2 separate regions of the Mus musculus genome follow, and region 1 is linked to region 2. A link is a contact called in public Hi-C data. All regions are on one chromosome and are shown on one strand. The core of a region is the stretch at or near the end of the contact, and the rest is flanking DNA. Distances in the headings are between cores, read along the strand shown. Region 1 holds the start of Fam107b (family with sequence similarity 107, member B). Region 2 overlaps LOC108168726.

What was found. Hi-C and Micro-C count contacts between places; a contact is called where the count stands out from the background.
Region 1: a contact with region 2 is called in a Hi-C map of uterus. The contact joins the promoter of Fam107b here to the enhancer-like site in region 2. A contact is called at or near these places in 4 of 39 promoter capture datasets (the C10 cell line and liver), 4 of 484 Hi-C or Micro-C datasets (liver, nephron progenitors and uterus), 16 of 115 datasets of contacts at active chromatin or transcription factors (the 230-238 cell line, CD8 T cells, the SCID.adh cell line and 10 more) and 3 of 9 other capture datasets (adipose tissue, liver and pancreatic islet).

What each region holds. Positions count from the first base shown.
Region 1 is chr2:3,712,180-3,717,436 of GRCm38.p6, reverse strand. It overlaps Fam107b (family with sequence similarity 107, member B), which reads right to left and starts at 3,979. Exons shown (of 4, transcript NM_025626.4): 1 at 3,801-3,979.
Region 2 is chr2:3,575,529-3,580,565 of GRCm38.p6, reverse strand. All of the region lies in intron 1 of LOC108168726, which reads right to left. Among named protein-coding and RNA genes, the nearest start is that of Cdnf, 65 kb to the right of the region's middle. Within about 2 kb of position 2,170, at least 25 of the 459 cell types and tissues checked have an H3K27ac peak or open chromatin away from gene starts, as enhancers often do. A contact at or near this core is called in hepatocytes, liver, regulatory T cells and 1 more, where this site is marked.

The DNA of each region.
Region 1 (5,257 bases), core at 2,730-5,229, 140 kb before region 2:
ATCTCACATAAGTCACACATACACACACACACACACCACTACATACGGCAGGCCAACCACAGGCCCAGCTGTACAGCTGCTCGTCGCCTGATACTCCACTTTGAGTGACATCTTTGCTAGAACTGTCCGGCATTCCTCTGCTTTAAATGCAGCCCTATCCCCTCTTCCTTCCTGTATTCCAGCTGAGTTTGGGAACACTCTCAAGCCAGTATCTATTTTCCCACAAGCTCCTCTAGCTGTCTCTTCATCTGTAATAGAATTTCCAGAAATGGAGGGAAACACAGCTGTAGTCTGCTGATCTCTGTGTGACACCAACACTCATTTCTCAGAATCTCTAAGTCAGGACACCACATCACTACAACAATTGACTCCCTGATGGCCCTACTGACCCCTTCAGTGGGGACAATGAAGCTGCACTAGAAACTGTCCCAATATCCCAGCCAAATTCTAGACAAAACACAGCAGTCTACCTCATCAGTTAGTTCAACTATGCCCAGCTAGCCCTGGGCAACTCATGTTCCCAGGGTATCCCAAGTATCTGCCTTACAGGATTAGGAACGTATTCCCCATGTTTCCCTGTGGTTTCTCTCATTCTTCCTAAAGGAGCTTAAATCAAACAGTGCTAATTCCTATTCACAGCTCTGAAAGTCTCAGCTATTAAATAACGTGGGGGTCACTTTGTACAATTCTTAAAATATCATCCTCACATACTCTGCCACAAGGACCAAGTTCATCTTGTTAACTACAACAAACTCAGTGTCTGGCCTCCTCCAGCAACCTCAGAAACAGCCCCCATTGATTTACCATTTCCAAAGGTAACCCAAGTCAGTTTCCCAAATAAATGTATTCTTTCAGGGGTGAGGCACCGATGGATAAAAGCATTCATCCCTTTAAGTGCACTCAGTAAGTACTCACTGTGAGGAAAAGTTCAGATGGAAAAGGCCCAGCACTTCTCCACAGAAAGGAAAAGAGAAAATAAGAGATTGCTTTAAACAGGAAAAGCAAGAAGAGGAAAAGATTAGACCGGGGAAGACACAAGGCTATGAGTAGTTCCCGTGGGACCAGCTATACATAGATCTTCACTCTACAGTAGCTTTCCCAGTATGGAACCAGTGAACCCCAAAGCTGGCCAGTTTCTCTCCCCAGTACTTCTAGACTCACCAAGGTATATATGGACTTCCACAAACATCTTAAAATCCAGATCTCACTGAACCAAACTCCCAAGTCTGAGTTCTCAAACCACTCCTGCACAGCGTGTTCCAGAGGGAAGGGGCTTTTAGACATCAATAACCCCAACTAAGCCACAGTATTCAGTCTGTGTCCCCCCTTTCAGTGGAAGAAAAAGTTTTCTATCCCTCAGTCTCACAGAAGAAAAAAACAAAACTGAAAAATGAAAAATCCTTCTTCCTTTGCTTGCAGCATTTTAAACAAAACTCGGAGCAATTAGTCAATTAGTAAGAGCACCTGCCTTCCTTCTGGGCAAGAACTCGATTGCTCTGGGTGTGTCTCTAGAGTACAAGTCTTTTATGTACTTCAGGAGCGGGCTCTCCAGCAACAGCTCTAGCCCTACATGGGACTCCTAAAGTCTGAGCTGAGGCCCAAGCTGCCTGTACTGCTCACACAGCCCAAAGCCCTCAGAGGGGTAGGAAATGAGACTGGGCACACGGCTGTTTCCTCCTGGACCTTCCATCCCACTCGATGCTGTTAGGAAGTACATGACTAGAAAAGCAACAGAAATCACTACGGAGGGCAAAATATTCTGCCCACCACCTAGGGGACAACCCTGCAACTACTCCAAGTGTGCATGCATATTAAGGAACCCAAAGCAGATGAAAAACTGCAAATGGGACCTGACAGCACACTGTCCCAACCTCCTCCTATGGTGTCTCCTGCTTCAGAAATGACTGCAGAATACTTCATCATCTCTTGAGCACCCTGCCTCTAAAGGGCTGTCTCAAAGGCTTCTTTCTGCTTTGCATACTAAAGAACTCAAAGACCAAAATTTTTACAAGGGGAAAATATAAGTAATGACAAAGATGTCCACCGGCCAAGTACGTAGCTGAATGGCCTTTTAGACACTCGAAACTCTTCACTGTAATGAAAACATATTTTACTTTCTCAACACAAACTTTCTGAGATGTGCATGAGGCACATGGAAAACACGGCTAGTCTTTCTACAGGCAGCTCTTTCCATCCTGGATTTCTCAGGATTCTCAGAACTTTTCACAGTAAAAACATTTATTTACCTTTTAAACGGTCCCAAGCTACTCCTGATATATATCTATCTATATCCATATATGGATATATGTGTGTGTATACAGATATAGATTTAGATATACCCATACAAATATATATATACATGATAAAGTCTTTTGTGTTATCTCCAGTGAAGTGCAAAGCACATTACTTTCCCTTCATCTTCCCGCCTCTCCCTTCTGAATAAATAGTTACTGGCAAAGCTCTGAGAAAATATATTCCAAAACAAGTTGTTAGTATAATCCTCTGTGAAAGCAGTAAAAGGAACATTGCAAAGTTATCATTATTAAATGTCATGCTTTAGACAAGTATAAAGGTTAGGAATTAACAATGTGTTCATTTAGACTCTCTCTCTCTCTCTCTCTCTCTCTCTCACACACACACATACACACACACACACACACAAACTTCCCTGCCACCTATAAAGCAAATACACCTTCATCCTCAGGGTATGTGTGGGTGGTGGCCACATGAGTGACCTATCTTCTGGTTTTTAATTTATCACAAATATATATGATTATTAATTCAAAGTTGTAAAGCCTGAAACTCCAAACACTAAGGAACCGTCCCTAGACAGGCATCTCTGACAGGATTTAGAGCAACTTTAACATGTCCAAATGCTAGTGAGGTAGCATGCCTAGAGAAAGTGTACCTGTTAGCAGGGAGGCTCAAATTCAGAAAGTCAAGCCAAACAGGGCTCCTTCTGTTCCCCTGTTGGCGCCTCCAGTATCACCCCCCATTCTGACTAAGTAACCTCACTTAGCAGTCCTGGACAAAAATCTGAGAAGGGATTGGGATGGCTGGTGTGTGCACTTCATCCTCTCAACAGGAACTCTCTACATTTCAAAGAGAGCTGGGGACGCTTCACTTCCAGCACACATGTCAAAACTTGGCTCTTATACACCAGATTACCTCCCAGTCATCCAGAAATGTTTCAGGAGGCAATCACTGAGTCCCCCAAAAATGTGGGGACTTCTGCGCTGACATCACCCAAACCCCCTGGCTTGACCGGACTCCAAGAGGCACAGCAGAGTCCAACATAGAAAAGTTACTTGCAGACAGGAAACAGTGTCACTACCACCTTTCAAAGCAGCACGACCCCGCCTTTGTCTGCCGGGTAGGAGCCGGCTTCGGGACGCTGACCCTGTCCTGCTGCCGGGACAGGCAAGGCGGGCATCTGGCCCGGGGCGCGCAGCCACTGCAGCCTGGGTCTTAAGGTCTGGGTCTGCAGGGCCGAGGATGCAACAATGAACCAACCAAGCAGCAGCCTGGATTCCCCCCTCTCCAGGGGGCCCCTCCGCCCCGGCGCCCCTCGATCCGGGCCGCCGCCCGGGCCCTGCACCCTAGACCTCCCCAAGCAGCGCAGGGCCACCAGGCTCCCCGCTGCTCGCCTACGCCCGAGGGACCGCATACCCCAGCCCGCCCTGCAGGCCAACGACAGGGTCCCCCAGGCCGGGGTCAGACACCCGTCGCTTTCTCCCGGCGGGCGGCCGCCTTGCAAGCCCCTCGTCTTTGTGTGAGAAGTAAGTGTGGGGCCAGCCTACCTCGCACAAAGGCGCGCTGCTCCCTGGCGCGCTCCGCTGCTGGCGTTGGTACCCGGCACCTTAGCCACCGAGGTGGCGAGAGGGCGGTTCCGACGGCGGTTGCAACGCCGGAGTAAGAAGCCCGTCCGGCTCGGGGCGGCTCTCGCACCCGGCGGCCTCGCGCGTCAGAATTAAGTGGCGGGGCGGGCCGGGGACGGGGCGGGGCCGCTGAGTCATCACTAAGTCACGCCCAACTCCTAGGCCACGCCCCCGAACGGCCGACCACGCCCCCCGAGCTTTCAGCCTTGCTTTGCCCTAGTGGACTCAGATGAGAGCTCTGGATCCTTGGTCATGTGGCAGGGGCCTCTGTTGTGCGGGTTTACTTTCCTTTGCTTGGGTGCCCAGGAAAGGACCAGGAAGGTGGAAGGAAAAGTTGTCACCTGTCTAATGGAAGGTGTCAGCTGCAAGTTCACGGGGCCCACAATTTAAAATTCATTATGCATCTGCTTTTGAGTTTATTTCTCATCTTTCTGTCTCTCCTTTGTATATGTGTTTCTCTCTGTCTGTCCCTCTCATGCTCTGTCTCTCTGTTTGTCCTTCTCTTGCTCTCTCTGTTTCTCTTTCTGTTTGTCCTTTCTGTCTCTCTGTGTCTTATGTCTTTATGTATCTGTAGCTCTCTTACTGTGTGTCTATGTCTCTATGTTACTGTGTATCTCTTATTGTATCTCTGTGTTCTCTCTCCTTTTTGTTCTCCCCCACCCCTTTCTCTTCGGTCTGTTGAAACCCTGCCAAATATTTTTTTTGGAAGAAAATCAAAAAAGGAGTTTGTTATAATTACATAAAGTCACAGTCAACTGAAGGCTCAGAACCCACTGACCTGGGCTTTCCTCTCCACCCTCACCAAAGGGCAGATGGAGAATTTAGATCAAGGAAGGACTGATCTGATCTTTAAAAAAAAAAAATCTAATTTCATTCTCTAGCTCTCCTGAATTGTTTCCCTGCCCTACCCAAAATTCCAAGGGTGCCATTTACATGAATCACGAGTTCAGCCATTTACATGAATCACGAGTTCAAAAGCAGGCCCTGTCTCAGGGTGAGAACAAGGCCAGCAGGTTGATGGATTCCATACCAAAGCCTTTTCATTTTCTTGGCAACAGATGACTAAGGATTTATTTATTAGGAAACTTTTCTGACTCAAAGAGCTTAGGTCATATTTGCACAGGGGGAAAAATGCTGTCAGTGGATTTCAATGAGCAAATTACCTATTCCAAATGTTTCAGTCTTACAGAGTCCTCTTAGCCAGCTCCTGGGCATCCTCCCAATCCAGGAGCAATAGACACACTCACCCCAGGATTCACATTACTTCACATTAGTCTAAAATACAGCACGTAATAGTGATAACTTTGCAATATTCCTTTGCCGCTTTCTCATAGAGGTAAGCCAACAATAATTTCCTCAGAGCCTTCCCAGTCCCAGGG
Region 2 (5,037 bases), core at 921-3,420:
TAGGGGGAGGTGTGTCACTGAGAGCTAGCTTTGAGATTTCACTTCCAGTTAGCTCTGTCTCTCCCCTGTGGCTGTAGATCAGAGTTAGCTGCCAACTACTGTTCCAGCACCATTCCTGCCTAATGCCATGCTCCCAACCCTGATGATCATGGGCTTGCCCTCTGAAACTGTAAGCAACCCCCCAGTCAAAGGTTTTCTTTTAACAAGTTGCCTTGGTCATGGTGCCTTGTCACATGGATAGAGTGCATGACTCTTGATTGGCAATAAGTTAAAGGGGACCCAGATTCCTCCTACTGTTTTTTGTTTGTTTGGTTGGTTGGTTGGTTGGTTTGGTTTTTTGAGGATTTGATGTGTTTCCCTATATATTCATTCATTAGTATATGTATACACGTATCTGTGCTCATGCTTAGGAACAGAGCCTATCTCCGTTGAGTCAGAGTCTCTCACTGTACCTGGGGCTCACCAACATTTTTGACAGGACTGCTAGCAAGCCACAGGGATCCTCCTGTTTCCACCTCCCAGCCTGGGATTTCACTTGCACAACCATACTCAGCATTTTTAAGTGGGTCTTGGGGATTGAACTCAAGTCCTCGTGCTTGCAAGGTTATCACTATACCAACTGACCTATATCCTCAGCCCAAGATTTGAAACTTTAAGTTACATGGCCTGATTTTCCCCCCAGGCAGGCAGCATCTAAAGAGGAATTTCTCCTTACAACAGACAATCAAATAACACCTGTGGCTTAGGTTCCAACTGAACTGTCATTCTCCATTTAACTAAACATGGTAGACACATACTGGATTTTCAGAATGAGACTGTCCACACCTCCTGTCTCAGCCTTAGTGGCTCTGGTGGAGGCTTCCCTTCCTCTAACTGCCTCCTCTTTCCAGCCTCTCACTTCCCCTGGTGCAGAATTACAAAACCAACTGCATTGAGAGCATATTGGAAAAAGCGTTAAGTCAACAAGTTATATTTTCTTTGGAAAGGAAGAGCAGCGAGTGGAAAATGAACAACAGTTCAGATCAGGTTAACAGAGTCCTTAGCTGGAAAAAATCCTCTCCAGTTTCCCATGATGGATACAGCACATTCATTCAGCTGCCCCCTGTGGCTCCTGGAGCATAAGACATGTTCAAGTTTCCAGCATATTCAGCAAGTGTGGTGGTGGAACAAAGAGGGTTTCAGCTGAAGCATGCATGACCCCAGGTTATATAATGAAGAAGACAGGAATGCCAGCTAAACAGATGCAGATATTCTTGGGTCAGAGTCTTGTCAATTACAATCTCCTTTGGTTAGATGGTCAAGAGCATTGCCTATAAAACTTATACTTACTCTGTAAAAGTTGGGGTTAGAGTACGTCAAGGACATGGCTCAGTTGTCAGAGTACTTTCCCAGCATGCATGAAGGCCAGTGCCCAATAGCTCATAAACCTGGTCTGGAAGCACAAAGCTGAGAGCTTAGTACCATAGAGGTGCAGGAAGGCGAATCGGGAGTTCAAGGTCATCCTTGGCTAAGATAGGAGTTCAAGACCAGCATGGGGCTACACAAGATCCTGTCTTTAAAAAATAATGAAGAAAGAGTACTAATGAGTCACAAAGAGATACTAGATTCTCACTGTATAACTGGAAATAGGTGCTACTCAAACATGGGAAAACCTCTTCCTCTATACCTCTCTCCCTCTGACATGCCAATCTTGGTTGGAATGGGTATTATTTTAAACTGAGTTGTTAAGCAGCGGTAACCTTGCTTGAAAGCAGCGCTTTCAGTTTTTATTAAATCATACACGTGTGCCTTCTTTCCTGGTTTGAAGTGTGCATTCCCTTCAGCTCTACAGGGTCTGAGAGTTCTGCAGATTTGCTGGCCTCTGGAGTCTTCTATGGAAGATTTCCAAGAGCCAAAGCTGTGCAGTGTAAATTTCACGGTTTTATGAGGACCATTCATTTTACTTCATCCTGAGAGGAGCCAAGGAGCTGTTTCTCTTTTTTTCCAGTTGGCATTCAACTGAATATCTGACTTAGAAAATTCCTGACTGAGTGTATAGGTGTTTCGTGCACAAGCCCATGCTATGCTCAACAGCTTTTGAAAGGAGATGCCTGGCATGAAAAATTACCAGTGCTTAAATGGAACGGGATGGGACCTGCTCTATCTCGTTCAAACATCTTCTGTGTCTGAGGAAGTGAAAGATGGTTGTCTTGCTCAGTACATAAAATGAAACTAGACAACTTACAGTGATTGTGTGAGTTTCTAATTTGCTTTCGATTCAAACAATATGTCAGGAGAGTTCATACCTAGAATATATAAATAATCATAAAAATTAAGTTCCAATCAACAAATTAGCCAATGAGCTGAAGAGACAGTTTTCAAAAGAAGAAACACAAATGAAAAATAAGTACTTGAAAAAGTGCTTGACACCCTTAACCACCACAGAAATGCACACTGAAGTTGCTTTGAGCATCCATCTCACCCCAGTCCAGATGGCTATCCTGAAAACAAATGGTAATGCTGGCCAGGATGTAGATAAAAGAGGATGTCGGATGAAACTACTGTGCAGATTCCTTAGAAAACTAAAAGCAAGACTACCATATGACCCAACTGCAATATTTCTGGATATACTGTCTGAAAGTCACTAAATCAACATAGCACACAGACATTTGTGTTTATTGCCACACTGAAAATTCATGATCACTAGCAAAAGGAAGCAGCTGAAATGTCCATCAGTGGATGAGTAGATAAAAAAGCATGGTGGACATGCACACATTGGGGTTTTATCAGTCATGAGAAGGAACAAAATCATGACCTTTGCAGCAATGCAGATGGAACTGGAGATCATTGTATTAAGCAAAATAAGATTCACAAAGACAAATACTATATGTTTTCCCTCACATTCAGGCTCTTAGTTTTAAGTATGCATGTGTGTGCATGTGTGTGCATGTATGTGCATGTGTGTGTGTGTGTGTTATGAAAGTAGAAATAGGGGTGAGGTAGGGAAAGCAGAGGCTTTAAGGAAAGAGGAGAGAAGAGAAAGCAGGAAGGACCACTACACTCACGAACTCACAGCACCTGAGGCTGCCTGGCCACAACCTGTGCAAGATCAAGCTTGTCAGCATTCTAGTATGGAGTGTCAAGGGCTTCATAAGCCTCACCACCCCACCTTCCCATCTGAGAAGCTGTGTACAATTCATGGTGTGGAGAAAAGAAAGTAGTTTGTTAAGGGAGTGGCTCATGGGAGATACCACATGGCCTGTGCCCCACAGGGGCACAGAAATACAAAGACAACACAAATCAGAGTTGATAAATTTTTATATAGTAGTACATGAAATCCAGAAGAAATGAGGGTGGATCTCAGTTGGAGGTAGAGGAAAACTTGGGGATAAATATGATCAAAATACATTGTAAGAAACTCAAAATTAGTTAATAAAACATTTAGTTAACTAAACAAAGAGAAAGGGAGGAAAGAAATAGAAATGGAGCGAAGAAGTATATGTAACATGTAAGCAGAAGAGGGTGTGGTTCAGGAAGAGAGAAAGAACCCAGCAGGAATGACATAGAAGAGCTGGGGAAGGAAGGCAGATAAGAAGTCACCATGGCATATACATATATTTAAAATGCTGTCATGACTCAGTGTGTGAACTGGGACGTTTATTAAAGATCACATCAAATCATATGTTCAGCAGGAAGCATCCCTGACAGCGCACTCGCTTTTATAGCTAGCTTAAGGTTCTTTAGACCCATTAGAAAAAGATGCAGTTCTCATTCTAAAAAGAATGCAAGCAAATTAGTTTGTACAAAAAAAAAAAAAAAAAAAGCAATATGTAGCCTAACAGAGTTTCTCCCAATGGCACTGCCTTTGTTGGATTTTGTTACTAAGATAAAAAGACTCTAACAAAAAAGCAACTAGGGGAGGAAAGGGTGTGCTTCAGCTTACAGTTCCATGTAACAGTTTATCACTGAGGAAATTCAGGGCAATAACTCAAGTCAGGGACCTGGAGGCAGGAAGTGAAGCAGAGACTGTGGAAAACATCACTTGCTGGCTTGTTTCCTGGCCCACATTCAGCTATCTTTGCTACAGCCCAGGTTCACTGCCCAGAGTGGGCTGAGCCCCCCCACCTACTTCAATTAGCAGAAAGAAAATGCTCTGCTGACATGCCCACATGCCAACCTGATCTTTATGTGTGGTGTGTGTGTGTTTCTGCACATGTGGGTGCACACGTGAATGCTGGTGTGTATGTATGTATATATGAGAGCATACACATGTGTGAGAACATGTATGTGAAAGCCAGAAGCAAACCTCAGGCGTCATCCCAAGGCATCTACTTTGCTTTTTGAGACAGGCTCTCTCACTAGCCTGGAACATGATGACCACACTAACCCCAGGGACCCACCTGTCTCTCCCTTTCCATCACTGGGATTATAAGTGAGCACCACCATGTCTGTGAGCACCACCATGCCTGTGAGCACCACCACGCCTGTGAGCACCACCACTCCTGTGAGCACCACCATGTCTGTGAGCACCACCATGCCTGTGAATTAAGCTCAACTCTTCATGCTGAAGCAGCCACCACTTTACTAAGGCATTCCCCTGGTCCCTACTTATAATGTTTTAATAGAGAGCATCTGGCTTGGTCTGTCCAACTCTGACAATTAATTCCCAGAGTCTATGATGAGACAGACATTCTAACTTACACACTTGGCTCTTCAAAACTTTTATCAAGACTGTGTTTTGGATAAAGAGGACAAAGGAAGATAGCTGTCTCAAAGGCAGCAAAGCCAAGGTCTATGCCCTGAGAAACGATGACTGCCCAAGTCTCGGCATCCTTCCTTGGGCCATTGTGAGACTGCAGGCCTGGCTTGGTTGCTGTTCTATGTCTGACTGCAAAACAAGCTTGTTCCAAAATGCCATGGTCATTCTAAGGTGGACCCTATTATCCTGCATTTTTATATCATTGACTTTTTTTAGTTTCAATACACGAAGGCATGATTTCCTAGCCACAATTATTCCCTCTTCTGTGTCAGACTGGTTCACCACCCCCCACCCCACCC